Regions from separate parts of the Sus scrofa genome. Here region 2 is linked to region 1. A link is a contact called in public HiChIP or PLAC-seq data. All regions are on one chromosome and are shown on one strand. Each heading gives the region's core, a stretch centred on a gene start, on an enhancer-like site or on the middle of the called end of the contact. The rest is flanking DNA. Distances are from core to core; before and after follow the strand shown. Region 1 overlaps CARMIL1 (F-actin-uncapping protein LRRC16A). Region 2 overlaps CARMIL1 (F-actin-uncapping protein LRRC16A).

The links. HiChIP or PLAC-seq counts read pairs in DNA pulled down with a chosen protein or histone mark.
Region 2: an H3K27ac HiChIP or PLAC-seq map of alveolar macrophages shows a contact between it and region 1. The contact joins two enhancer-like sites. A contact is called at or near these places in 3 of 47 Hi-C or Micro-C datasets (embryonic fibroblasts, epiblast stem cells and psoas muscle) and 1 of 2 datasets of contacts at active chromatin or transcription factors (alveolar macrophages).

Annotation. Positions count from the first base shown.
Region 1 is chr7:20,058,155-20,064,033 of Sscrofa11.1, forward strand. All of the region lies in intron 2 of CARMIL1 (F-actin-uncapping protein LRRC16A), which reads left to right. Among named protein-coding and RNA genes, the nearest start is that of CARMIL1, 25 kb to the left of the region's middle. Within about 2 kb of position 1,402, at least 20 of the 83 cell types and tissues checked have an H3K27ac peak or open chromatin away from gene starts, as enhancers often do. A contact at or near this core is called in alveolar macrophages, where this site is marked.
Region 2 is chr7:20,228,180-20,234,538 of Sscrofa11.1, forward strand. It overlaps CARMIL1 (F-actin-uncapping protein LRRC16A), which reads left to right. Exons shown (of 37, transcript XM_013977486.2): 14 at 2,098-2,175; 15 at 2,326-2,402; 16 at 3,668-3,772. Among named protein-coding and RNA genes, the nearest start is that of SCGN, 160 kb to the right of the region's middle. Within about 2 kb of position 2,917, at least 3 of the 83 cell types and tissues checked have an H3K27ac peak or open chromatin away from gene starts, as enhancers often do. A contact at or near this core is called in alveolar macrophages, where this site is marked.

The DNA of each region.
Region 1 (5,879 bases), core at 152-2,651:
CAGTGGGTCCCCAAATGTCAGAGAACAAATGCCTACCTCATCATACTTAGCTTATCAAGTTATATCTAAGTCTGAATATTTAAAGTCCTGTAATATAGCTATGGCTAATTAAAAATCACACGCACTTTGAAAGTCTTTTTTTTGAAGTATTTAGCTCCCTATATCTATATGTAACAAAAATAACAGATGCCACCAAGCAGAAGTTTGTCTCAAGATCTCTGATCTTAAAACCATTGATTTGGCCAGTGGTTCTCCATGTGCCATCCGGAGAATGGTAACTTTAGCATCACCTGGCAACTTGTTAAGAATGCACATTCAGAGGAGTCCCTTCCAGAGCCACTGAGATGAAGACCCAGGGAGAGGGGTGCAGCAGTTTGTTTTAATAAGCCCTTTGGGCAACTGGATGCCCACTGAAATATGAGAAACACTGGGTCAGCCTCTGAAGTAAGCCCCAACTAAATACCTATAGAATAAGCTTTACTGAGAAGTTATCATAATCCACTGTATACAGAACTTCAAATCTGCTTAAGAAAATGTCTTGTACTAGGCAGGTCAGGGGTCTGCTGGTCAGATGGGTCCTCCCTGAGAGCCTGGCACATCCACAGCTTCCTTTGGGGGTTTCCTTTCCTCAGCATCCCCGAGAGTGGGACCAGAAACCCCACACCTTGGCCACAGCTGACTTGAACCCAAGGTGCGCCTCTGTAGCCTGGACCTCACAGCTCTGCCCAATGGGCTGATCTGTATGTTGCAAAGATTCTTCCTCTGGAGAGTCTGAGACATGGAGAGAGACACCATAGCAGGAGAAAGCAGAAGGCATGAGGCGGTATAAGCCCTTGTACAGGCAGAAGCCCTGGAGCATGAAAAGGGCATTCATAAGCCAGTTAGGGCAAGAGAAGCAGAAGCAGGAAGAGTGACGGAGCCGTAGATGGCTGACTGCTTTCGAAGGGTGGTTTGGAAGTTGAGTGGAGTGAATCCATCTATCTAACCTATCTTGGGTCAGTATTTTTCAGTTGTCTACATGACCTAGCTGGGCAGCTGCTGATAGGGTTTCCAGCCATGCCTGCTTCTCCAGGTCTCCTTACGGTAGACCATCACTCACTATGGCAGCTTCAATGCATATCTAGTCTCTGCCACCTGGGTGAGCCCAACAACTACGTACTTGTATTAGGGGACCAGGTGGTCTGCAGACAGGCTTCATGGTTCGCCGCTTCCTTGGAGCGGAGACCCTCAGCCTGGCTGTGCCTCAAAAGGATCTGTGTAGCTCCGCCTCTTTATTTCAACACACGTTCCATCTGGGATCCCAAAAGGCAATTGAAGTTCACATTGCAGGAAAGAAGGGGAGGTGGAAGCGGTTGGGATCAGCATGTTACACTGACTTGCCCCAAAGAAACCTCCCTAGTAGAGCAGCATTTAGAAAACCCGCAGGCCTGGCTTGTTTCACTTCCTTAGATTGGACCAAGGAGGCCAACTCACAGTAGTCAGGCCAAGGACCTGGTGCTTCGACTTCAGTAACATCTTCTATTGGCATTTCCTGTTAAGGCATCTCAGGACATCTCTTTTGAGGGAGGTGCTAAGAGTGAGAGCCTTGGGAAAAAACAAAACAACCAAAAACATGGAAACACAGGCAGTGTTGAAATCAGCCTTGTGAATCATTTTCGAAACATTCAGTGGGCCCACAGAAATTTCTTGCCGGTTTGAACCATTGGCCTCAGCCCTGTCCAGTCTGTTGGTGTTGCCCTCATCCCTCCACTCATGCCTTCCTCCCTCTCTTTCCCATTCAAACCTGGAAAGAATGCAGGTGCTTTCATGCAGCAAATGCACGGGATTCTTTTCACACAAATCCCCTGAGAGGGGAGTGAGTAGAGATGCAGACTATTGCATACTGTCCCTCGGAAGGTTTTTCGAGTCTCTTTAGGGTATAGATCGTGGGAATGTGGGCCAGCGCTTGTTTTCAAGTCCATCTTAAAGGATTTGGGGCCTGACCAAGAACATAATCGGGATTCTCTTATTCTCCAGTTAGAATCCTTGTCAGCTACTCAAGAGCCCAGGACTATTTCCTTATTGTGCTTTCGTATCAAGCCCCTTACCTCTAATAGTGATCTTTTCATGGTAGGCACAGAAGAGTTGCATAGTGTGGGACCCAGGTCTAGAGCATAAATCTTAAGCCTAAGCTGGTTTTCTCAGGGCCCTGGTAAGTCTCTTTACTCATCAGCCTGGTCTCATGTAGTGCATCTTTAATTTAGCTTTGTGCCGGATGCAGGGATCAATAAGTAATGCAGCGAGGTGGGGAGAATGGCCAGCTGACTCTGCTTCTGTCAGAATGATCGGGGCAGTCAGAAAAGCCATTCAGTACGCTCTGACTTCTCACTTGAGCTCTGCTCCCCATTACACCCAGTTCCTAGCCCAGGAGGTTGCAGGATGCTTCAAAAGAAAGGTTGGTCCCATCTCCCCGTGGTGGGACCGAGCAGTGTTTGTGCCATGGTCTCAGGAATATGAACCTTTGCACGAATGAGTCACTTGTCTTGTTTCCCTTTCTGCCTGTCGTGTCAGAGAGTGATTTATTTCCTGTTTTTAAGGCTTAGTTTTATCATTCACATGGGAGAGAAATTGAATGTACTTTCAACTTTTGCTGATTACTGGCTCCTCCTTTGCCTGGAAAGATTGTCCTTCTTCCATTGTTAAAAGAGTTGTTTTTGCCGATTCAATGAAAGGACTTTTTTTTTTTTTTTTTTTCCTGAAGCTTTTGGAGAAGATACTTTGATTTTGTATGATAAAGTTATAGTGCGTGATTTTACTTTATTATTTTTAAACAAGTAAAATTGTCACTTGAAAGTTCACCTACAGTTGTTGGAAAAGCTTGGAAAGCATCTCATTTCCTGATGCTTCCACTAGCAACCCTTTTTCGCGTGTAAACCGGAAGAAATCTTGCGTAGCTCCAAGCCCTGTTTCCTAAACTGGGGAATGGATCATATTCCCAAGACAAGAATAAGATGCTCCGGGAGCAAAGTGCTCCTGCTAAGGACTTTGGCCTTGTGTTCCCCAAACCTAAACAGGTTTCACCTCTATTCTTAGAATGTTTAGCATCCTTGCTTAATATACAGTGTACATTTCATGAAGCACCCATTAATATCTCATAGGGCACTAGTATTCCAGGAAACTCAGAGAAAAGCTGACAACTTATTTATCTCAGTCTTTAACACAAAGGGCCTATATACTATAATTTGCACATCCCTTGGGACGGTTGTCATATCTGCTTCTGACACTTACAGATTAGCCAAGTGGGAGAAAAAAACCTGTCAAGGAGATGACATCCATCCATCCTACTTTTGGGAAGATCACGGACATGTTTCATTTACTAAATAATCATTGCATACCACCTGCGTGTCAAGGACCTGTGTTTGGCAGGAAGAAGGCAGTGCCTTGGGAAGTGATTGAGTTGAAGTCAAAGAGATTTTTTCTTTTCTTTTCTTTTTTTTTTTTTTTTTTGCATCTCCTTCTTTGGGTCTGATCTGAGAAATAGAAGTCAGATCAGGTATCAGTCTGCTTACTGTACGTGTTTAGGGTAATTTCAGAACAGTGCTTAAAAAAAAAAAAAAACTTTTTAGAAATGGGGTAGGGTAAGGTTCCTGAACTACATTAATCATCTCACTGGTTGTGTGCAGTTTATATTATGAGGCTGTCTTCTCCCCAGCGTGAGTGGGAGGGGCTGTCATGCAGAAGAGGACCTAGATTTATTGTCCATGGTCCTGAACTGGAGTCAGAGGATAAAAGCTACCAGGGACTGAGGATCATCTTGAAACTCAGAAAACTCTCCCCAGCAGCCCGGGCTGTCCAATGATAGAATCTGCTGATTTGTGTTGGGGGGCAGAGATGGAGTTCCTTGGAAGTGGACAAGTGCAAGTTTGGATTGCTTGACTCCATAACTGGGGGGGGGGGGTTCCCAAAAGACATTCAAATGAGGAAATCCATCCCTTGAGCAGAGATTTGGGATTCAGAATTTTCACTCCTCATGTGTCCAATCATTTCTGTTAGAGCATGTTCAGTATTGCAATGTTACTATCAAGGACTGAAAACTTTTGTTAGTTTGGCCAGGACAGAGCCGTTGTTGGGCCTCATGGAGTCCCACACTGCCTATATGGATTGGCTTGATATTTTTAGGATTGGATCCGCTTTCTCACCTTGAGGTTAAAATCCAGTTGGGAAGTCTGGACCGGATGGCCTCTAGTGGGCTTGCTGCTTTGAATTCCAATGGAGATGCGAGAGGCCTTTTCCAGCCTGTTTGTCAGGTTTAGATTTTGGCACTTCTGACTCTGGCTCTGAACAGAAATCCCCCACTGCCATCCTGGTCTGTCTGTCTCGTCTAGTTGGGGAAAGATGCCAGGAAGGCCCTTGTCTGTCCATTTGTCCCCTGTCTGTCTGTCTAGTTGGGGAAAGATGCCAGGAAGGCCCTTGTCTGTCCATTTGGAGTTGATAAGCAATGAGATCCTGCTGTATAGTGCAGGGAACTATATCTAATCACTTGTGATGGAACGTGATGGAGGAAGAACGTGAGAAAAAGAAATGCTGGGTCCTTCACCCACTGAGGCGGGCCAGGGATCAAACCTAGGTCCTCATGGATACTAGTTGATTCATTACTGCTGAGCCACGATGGGAACTGTCATTTGAAACTTTAGAAAAGTGAACGAGTGTGTCTTAACTCTTTAATTATATACTTATATTATGTCATAGAATTTATTCATCTTGAATTTATCTTCCGTCCTTGTTTGGGTACCTGTCTATATTCTCCAGTTCATTAGAATTTCCTTGACCTGATATACAGTTTTCTATCTGTGGCCACCTTTTTTTGTGCTTTATATAGCAGTACTTGTTTTGTTGATACATTGATTAGATGTACAACATGGTCTCAAATGTCAAAAAGAAATTCATGGGTAAATCAAAAGTGTTTAGATATTGGCGAACAGCTTCCACTTAGCACTGAAAGAGTGTGGGAAGAGAGTTTGGGGATACTTCTATGTCACGTTGGTTCTTAAATTTTGTTTAGACACTGCTTTTCTTTGGGCCACTCTGTAGGCATCTAAATCTGAAGTTGAAAGTCTTTTCTAAGATGGGAGAATGGGCCAACAATGGGTTTTTGTGGTTGTTGGTTTTACTTTTAATAGACAACCAGAATTTTCACCTCTCAGGGCAGAATGTTACCCACTTATTTATAGCAAGCGTGAGTTGTCAGGGCAGGTGGCTGTGGATTTCGGTGTTTAGACACTGATAAGACCTGCAATGAGGTCGCCATCTAGTTATGCTTAGGCTAAAAAAAAAAAAAAAAAAAAAAAAAAGACTGTGGATTAAGCTATGTATTTAACATGGATGTGAAAATTATATTTTTATTAACAAAAGTAGCAGTAGCACAGAAGCCCTGCTTTTGTGATTTTAGTTTCCCTGAGCCTTTTATTTCTGGTCTCTGGGTGGTTAACTGCTGGCTGCTGTAGCAGAGCCCAAACTATAATTTTATAGGAATTAAGCTTGACATTGGCAGTTTGAGGTTGTGGTCCACTGCAGAGCATGACATAAGTCTGAGCAGAGCAGTTTTCAACCAGCCTTTCTCACTGTGGCTGAGAAAGCTGTTATTAGCAGGACTTTAGGGGAGGACCCGCAGGGCAGGCTATTATACTTTTGGTCAACGTATTCTTTTTGGAACACTGGAACAGTACAAAATAATGTTTTTCTCTCTTTAGAAAAGCCTTCAGGTTGTTATTCTCCAGGGTATTGACATCTGGATTATCGTGTAAGTGAAAGTGGAAGGCCATTTAATAAAAATGAAGCCATTTCCTCCTTCTCCTGGTTGGCCTCAGGCTGACCCAAGGTGGAGGCAGCTACCTGACGAG
Region 2 (6,359 bases), core at 1,667-4,166, 170 kb after region 1:
ATTTTAAAATTGCCCGATAAAGAAGATGGGAAATGTGAAGTGAATTACTTCATCATTAGATAATATTGTTGGGAAGACTGGTGGCTTTTAAAATAGTTTGTGATTGAAAGGGAATATGGGGATGAACTGCAGTCCTTATACTCCATGAATTCAATAGAGAAAAGGGTATGGTTAGGAGTCAGCTGGGGACACCCTTGAAAGTTTGAGTGTGAAGGCAGAAAGTTTCCCTTCAATTATAGCAAGATTTCTCCTGCAGCTGAATCCGTAATAGAAATGTCTGGCAGATCTTCTTGGTACAGTGAATCAGGTATGATCTCGTAGCCAGATGGGGTAAATGTTCCCCTCTGGTCACCAGGATAGAATTTTGAAGAAATTCTCCCTCACCAATAGGGCCTACAGTACAGGGACCACTTTAGAGGACTTAACTTGGGTTCCATTGCTTTATGGGAGTCAAAACCAATGTGAAATGTATTCTCGCTACTCTTCTGTTTTACTTTCCCTGTAAGACAGAGAATGTTGCCACAGCCCTTTTTGTAGCTATTTTTCTCTCCCTTATGCTCGCACTCAATTACATAATACTTCCTGGTGTACCATGGCTTTTGCAGTGTTTTGTCCAATTTTAGTTGTCACTTTCATTGATGATTCATAAATCCCCTTCCAAAGATGAAACAAGGAGTCTGATGGGAAACCAACAAGACATTACAGTGACAAACTAGCAGAATAGAGAGAAGGATAAAAGACGAACGAGCTCGAAATTTAATAAGACTGCTAAAATAGGGGCATTAATAGTCACCCAAGACAGCACAGTAGCTGGTCTTGTCCCAGCTGGCCTCTGGGGAAGGAGGAGTGGAATGATGAGGCCTGGGTGAGAGAGGGCTTCCAGCCCTGCACAGGCTGAGGTTCTGGGAGCCATTCAGCAAGCCATTCTGGGAGAGCAGCCTTGTAGGGCCTGCTAGGGAAGAGTTGGCCAAGTAGGGTCTTGTCACCACTTGAGGTTGATTAGAGCTCCCCCAGCCGGTAGCTGGGAGTAAAATCGCATTGCCAGGCAAAGACGGGCTCAGATCTTAAGTAGAGCCAAATTTTTTTCTGAATCAGAACTTTTTCATAATACAGTACGTCCTGTGTATCTGGTTATTCTAAAAATATTTATAGGCCAATCTCTTGCTCTTTTGAATTCCTTGCTATAGAGGCATTTTCTCAAGTACCTGTAGCCAAGTCGCTACTCCTAAGAGTCTTTGCCAAGGACTAGAACTTCTTAGCGTAAGCTTGTTTGTTTTTGCAAGTATCTTATGGCATTCAGTGAAGCAAAGCAGAATTGGGCTATGTGCCTACTGTTAGTTAGGAACTTGGACTTGGTTTGTTATTGGTGGATGCTGACATTGCTATGCACACAGGGCAATTAGAGAATAACAGAGAGGTATTAATTGTGTTGTTTTCATAGCTTTGCACTAGGATGAGGGCGTACTTGAGGCATTGTGACCCCCTGAAAACTCAAGTGTTTTAGCTATAAGTGAGATTAAAACAACAACAACAGCAACAACAACAACAAGCCAATGAATAGTACTGTCAGGCCCTTTCTTGTTAGATTTTGGAAGTAACTAAAGGTAGAAAAATTATTTTGTTGAACTGAAGAGTGTGTAGCCTGAGACCACTATCTTGTGGTTAAAATTCAAATTAGTGGCTCCTTGAATACTTGCAAAGGTGATTAGCATTTTGATAGGGTGACTGTAATTCAGGTGGTTTTTCGATCTCAGCAGTTAAAATTAATTAGCACTGTTTCAAAATTGTACAATAAAAATGGAGCTAATCAGGAAAATGAAGTCATGTGTGACAAAAAAGGGGTTGGGTAGCCAAGGCTCCATTTGGCCTTTTTTAAACTTACACATAATTTAAAATAGTTTTTGGATTTTTGCTCTCAGGGAAGATAATGGAATGACAGAAAATTCTGCATGTCCTCTTGGGAAGAGGAGAAAATGATCCTGGAGGAATTGGGGCAATTTTCTTCTATAAATTAACCTGCACGGTGTGCTCGCATGTGTGTGTGTGCATGTGTGTTTCTGGATCCTAATATATTTGCTTTTTGTTTTTTATTTCAAGTCCATGTACAGTTTTTTGGCTCAGCCAAATGCCATTGCTCATCTGGATTTATCCAATACAGAATGTTCCCTGGACATGGTAACATATGTATTTTTATACATTGTTATGAGTGGGGGGTTGTGTCTCAGAACAGCTACTTAGCTGGGAAAGAATGGGCTTGCTCCCCAATAAAATATTCTCTTAGTTCTAGAAATATTTGAAAATGAGAGTGCTTCGTTTCTTTCTCAGGTCTGTGGAGCTCTTCTTCGTGGCTGCCTTCAATATTTAGCTGTGCTCAATCTCTCCAGAACAGTCTTTTCTCATCGGTATGGATTCATTCCTGCATTATCATTATCATCTAGGAGGGTCTTTCTCTCAGGGAAAGTGATAGTGAGATGAAAATGGTGATAAAGGGTGCTCATTGTGCATGAGAGAAGGAGATGGTCTTAGACCGTGATCTATGAATATTAGACCTTGAAGGTTCAAGTTTTTTATGCTTCTTTTCACCCCGGGTCTGTCTTCCATCAATAACTCCAGCCTGCCTATATGAACTAGATAATAAAGTACTATTTCTCATAGGTGGACAGGCCTTCTCTCTTAATATAGAAAGAGACTGTATGACTTACTATAACTTTCAGAAACTTCTGTAGGTGTGTCTCAGTAATGCACTTTGACGGTAAGTATCAGCCATCAGGGAAATAAAGAGAATAGTCATTCCAAAGCGCAGACACTTTAATTTGCAGAAGTGGAAGGTCAGCCTAAGTACCTTACTTGTCCCTTCCTGACTTAGAGTTGATTGCACAAGCAGGCGGTAGATTACAAGCAACAAGTATTCACACCCAGCAGCAACTGAGCACGCGAGAATGTGGAAGTATGTGGGTTATATGAGTAAGGCATTCGGGGGCCATAGTCATACAACTCAACACTTAATGCTCATAATCATTACCACAGGTCACAAGTCATATTTTACTCATTACATGCGTCTCTAAAAACAAGGAGAATTGCTTCATCTTAGGAATATCACTTTTTTTTTTTTTTTAAACTGGTTTGCATTTTAAAAGCTTTACGTTTTCAAAGGAAAAGCAGTCACTTTCTTGGAAAATTCAGAACTCGGCATGCTTTATTCTACAATTATGCCTCAAATGAGTTATTCTGTATTTGAACGTACTCTTGGTCTTTTACGTCAACAGAGACGTAAATCTTCACCATAATGAACATACGCCACAAATACCTCAATAGGATAAGATCAGAGAGTGTAAAGTGAAGGCGATAAAATGGTGAGAGAAGCTGAGTTTTCTAAGATCTAGGATAGAACACAATGAATTTCTTGACTGCAAAGAATAGGGATCAAATGATTTAAAGACAATGAGGTTTCTTAACCGCTTACCCATTTTTCAGAGTACATTGAATTAATTTTTGTAATGATCAGACATTTTGTTTCTTTTTAACCTTTAAATTTCTACTGAAGCTACAATCCATTCATGGGGTATTTCACAATATCTGAATTACCAGTGAGTAACTTTGCTAGTTTGGAAGTGTGGTGCTGAGCTGAGTTTAACTGCCAATGTGACTCGCATGTTTTATTTTTCAGGAAAGGAAAAGAAGTCCCCCCATCTTTCAAGCAGTTTTTCAGCAGTTCTCTGGCTCTGATGCAAATCAACCTTTCAGGCACAAAACTGTCTCCTGAGCCCTTAAAGTGAGTGGTTAATTCATTTTCTCTAGAGCTTTTAAAGTTCAATTTGTTATTATGAATGTGCTCGAGGGAGGGGGAAAAAGACATACAATCCTAAGACAGACAAGGAAGATGAAAATGCCTTTTTACTTTGGGTCACAAAGGAAATCAAATTCTTTTTTTTTTTAAAGCTGTTATTTATTTATTTGCTTTTGAGTGCCACACCCAGGGCATATGGAGTTTCCCAGGCTAGGGCGTCAAATCGGAACTACAGCTACTGGCCACAGCCACAGCAACGCAGGATCCGAGCGGTGTCTGCAACCTACACCACAGCTCATGGCAGCACCGGATCCTTAACCCACTGAGCGAGGCCAGGGACTGAACCCGCAACCTCATGGTTCCTAGTTGGATTTGTTTTCATTGCGCCAAGACGGGAACTCCCGAAATCAGATTCTTTTTGAGTACACTGTGCACTCTTGATATTATTGCATCTTCCATGAAAAAAAAAAAAAAAATCCTCCTTTGGTTTGTGACCTTGGCAGTAGTCACTGATCTAGAAAAGTTGTGCTTCCGGGTACATTGCTTTCATATTCACCTCTGTTCAGTCCATTTTCAGTATATCCTTGTGTGTGTGTTTTAAAATATTTCCACTAACAGTAATAATCAAACTCTGCACATCCATGTGCAACAGAACCAATTTTTAGGTGCTTTGGTTTCTGAATTCCCTAGATCTCTATCTGTTTAGTATTCTTACTTGGCAGCCAATCTAGGTTATGGGTTAATATCCCCAGTGTAAGGGTAGTGGTAAAGTTGAATTTTTTGGAATAATGTATTATCCTTGAATTTCTGTTCACGATTGCCAGAAATAACCAAAAGGGCTATGGAATCAAAGTCTCTTTGAGTCAAAAGACCATATTGACAAGTAGTTATGACTATCTACATTGTCAGATTTGTTGAAATGTACACACAGATTCCTCCTTTACACAGCTGACATGTAAATCAGCATTTAATTTTTCCCGCATAATTTGTATGAAATGTTAAAATCTATGCCTGCTATTCGTTTTACTAGAAAATTGTCTAATTTGTAAATTGGCTTTTCTTTTTTCTTTCTGAGAGGTGTGAAATTCTTGATTGCAGTATTTTGCAAAGTACATTATAACTAAAACAATGGATGCCTTTAAGAACATTGTTAAGATCCAGTTAAGTGCTTAATAATAAAAAATTCCTGAGATTATAGCAGGGCTTTTTTTTTTTTTTTTTTTTTGCTTTTTAGGGCCACATCTGTAGCATATGGAAGTTTCCAGGCTAGGGGGTCAGATCAGAGCTACAGCTGCAACTACTGGCCTACACCACAGCCACAGCAATGCAGCATCTGAGCTGTGTCTACAAACCTACACCACAGCTCATAGCAACACTGGATCCTTAACCCACTGAGTGAGGCCAGGGATCGAACCTGCATCCTCATGGATCCTAATCAGGTTCACTAACTGCTGAGCCATGAAGCGAACTCCCTAACAGCCCTTTAAAAAAAAAAAAAGAAAAGAAAATGAATCTATATGTTAGAGATCTCTAAATATAACAGCTGCAAATAGTAAAAACATCATGATTCGGATATTTATATGGATCTTAATAAATCTATCAGAATCAATATTCTAAAGGGGATCCTACATTATAATTTAACCTCACTCATTCATTCAACTGATATTTATTGAGCAGTTACAATGGACTAGATACCAGGAGGACACTGGGTAGAAGACAAAACTATTTGAATTTATATAGCATATCAGCAGGAGATTAGCATATTTAAAGTAGTTTTAGTGATAGGTACAGACTGTTCTAATTCTTTCAAATGGTATTGATTCCTATAAAACAGAGAGTAGTTCTTCATTGATTTGTGCTATTGATTTTATAGAATAATCCTTACTACAACAACGCTGAATTTACTGTACTTTATTATAGATATAGACTTGTAAATATTTATACTTAAAAGTTATTTGGTCACAGTTTCCATGTGGCTCAGCAGATTAAGAACCCAACATAGTATCTGTGAGGATGCGGGTTCGATACCTGACCTCACTCAGTGTGTTAAGTATCCAGCGTTGCCACAAGCTGCAGCCTAGGTCACAGATGCAACTTGGATCTGGAGCTACAGCTCCAATTCGACTCCTAGCTCAGGAACTTCCATATGCCACAGGTGCAGCCATAAAAAGAAAAAAAAAAGTTATTTTGTCAATGTTAAATCTTGTGACCTGTTGTTATTTATGTGAATGTTTAATAATAAATCAGTATAGGCAGACCTCAGAGATACTACAGGTTTGGTTCTGGACCGTAGCAATAAAGAGAATATCACAATAAAGCCAGTCACCTGAATTTTTTGGTTTCCTGGTACATATAACAATTATGCTTACCCTATGCTGTAGTTTATTAGGTGTACTATAGTATTATGTCCAAAAATGTATATATCTTAAATAAAAAACACTTTGTTGCTACAAAATGAAAACCACCATCTGAGCCTTCAGAAGCCTTCAGTAACCTTATGCTGGTGGTGGGTTTGAAATACTGTAAGAATGATCAAACTGTGACACAGAGACATGAAGTGAGCAAATGCTTT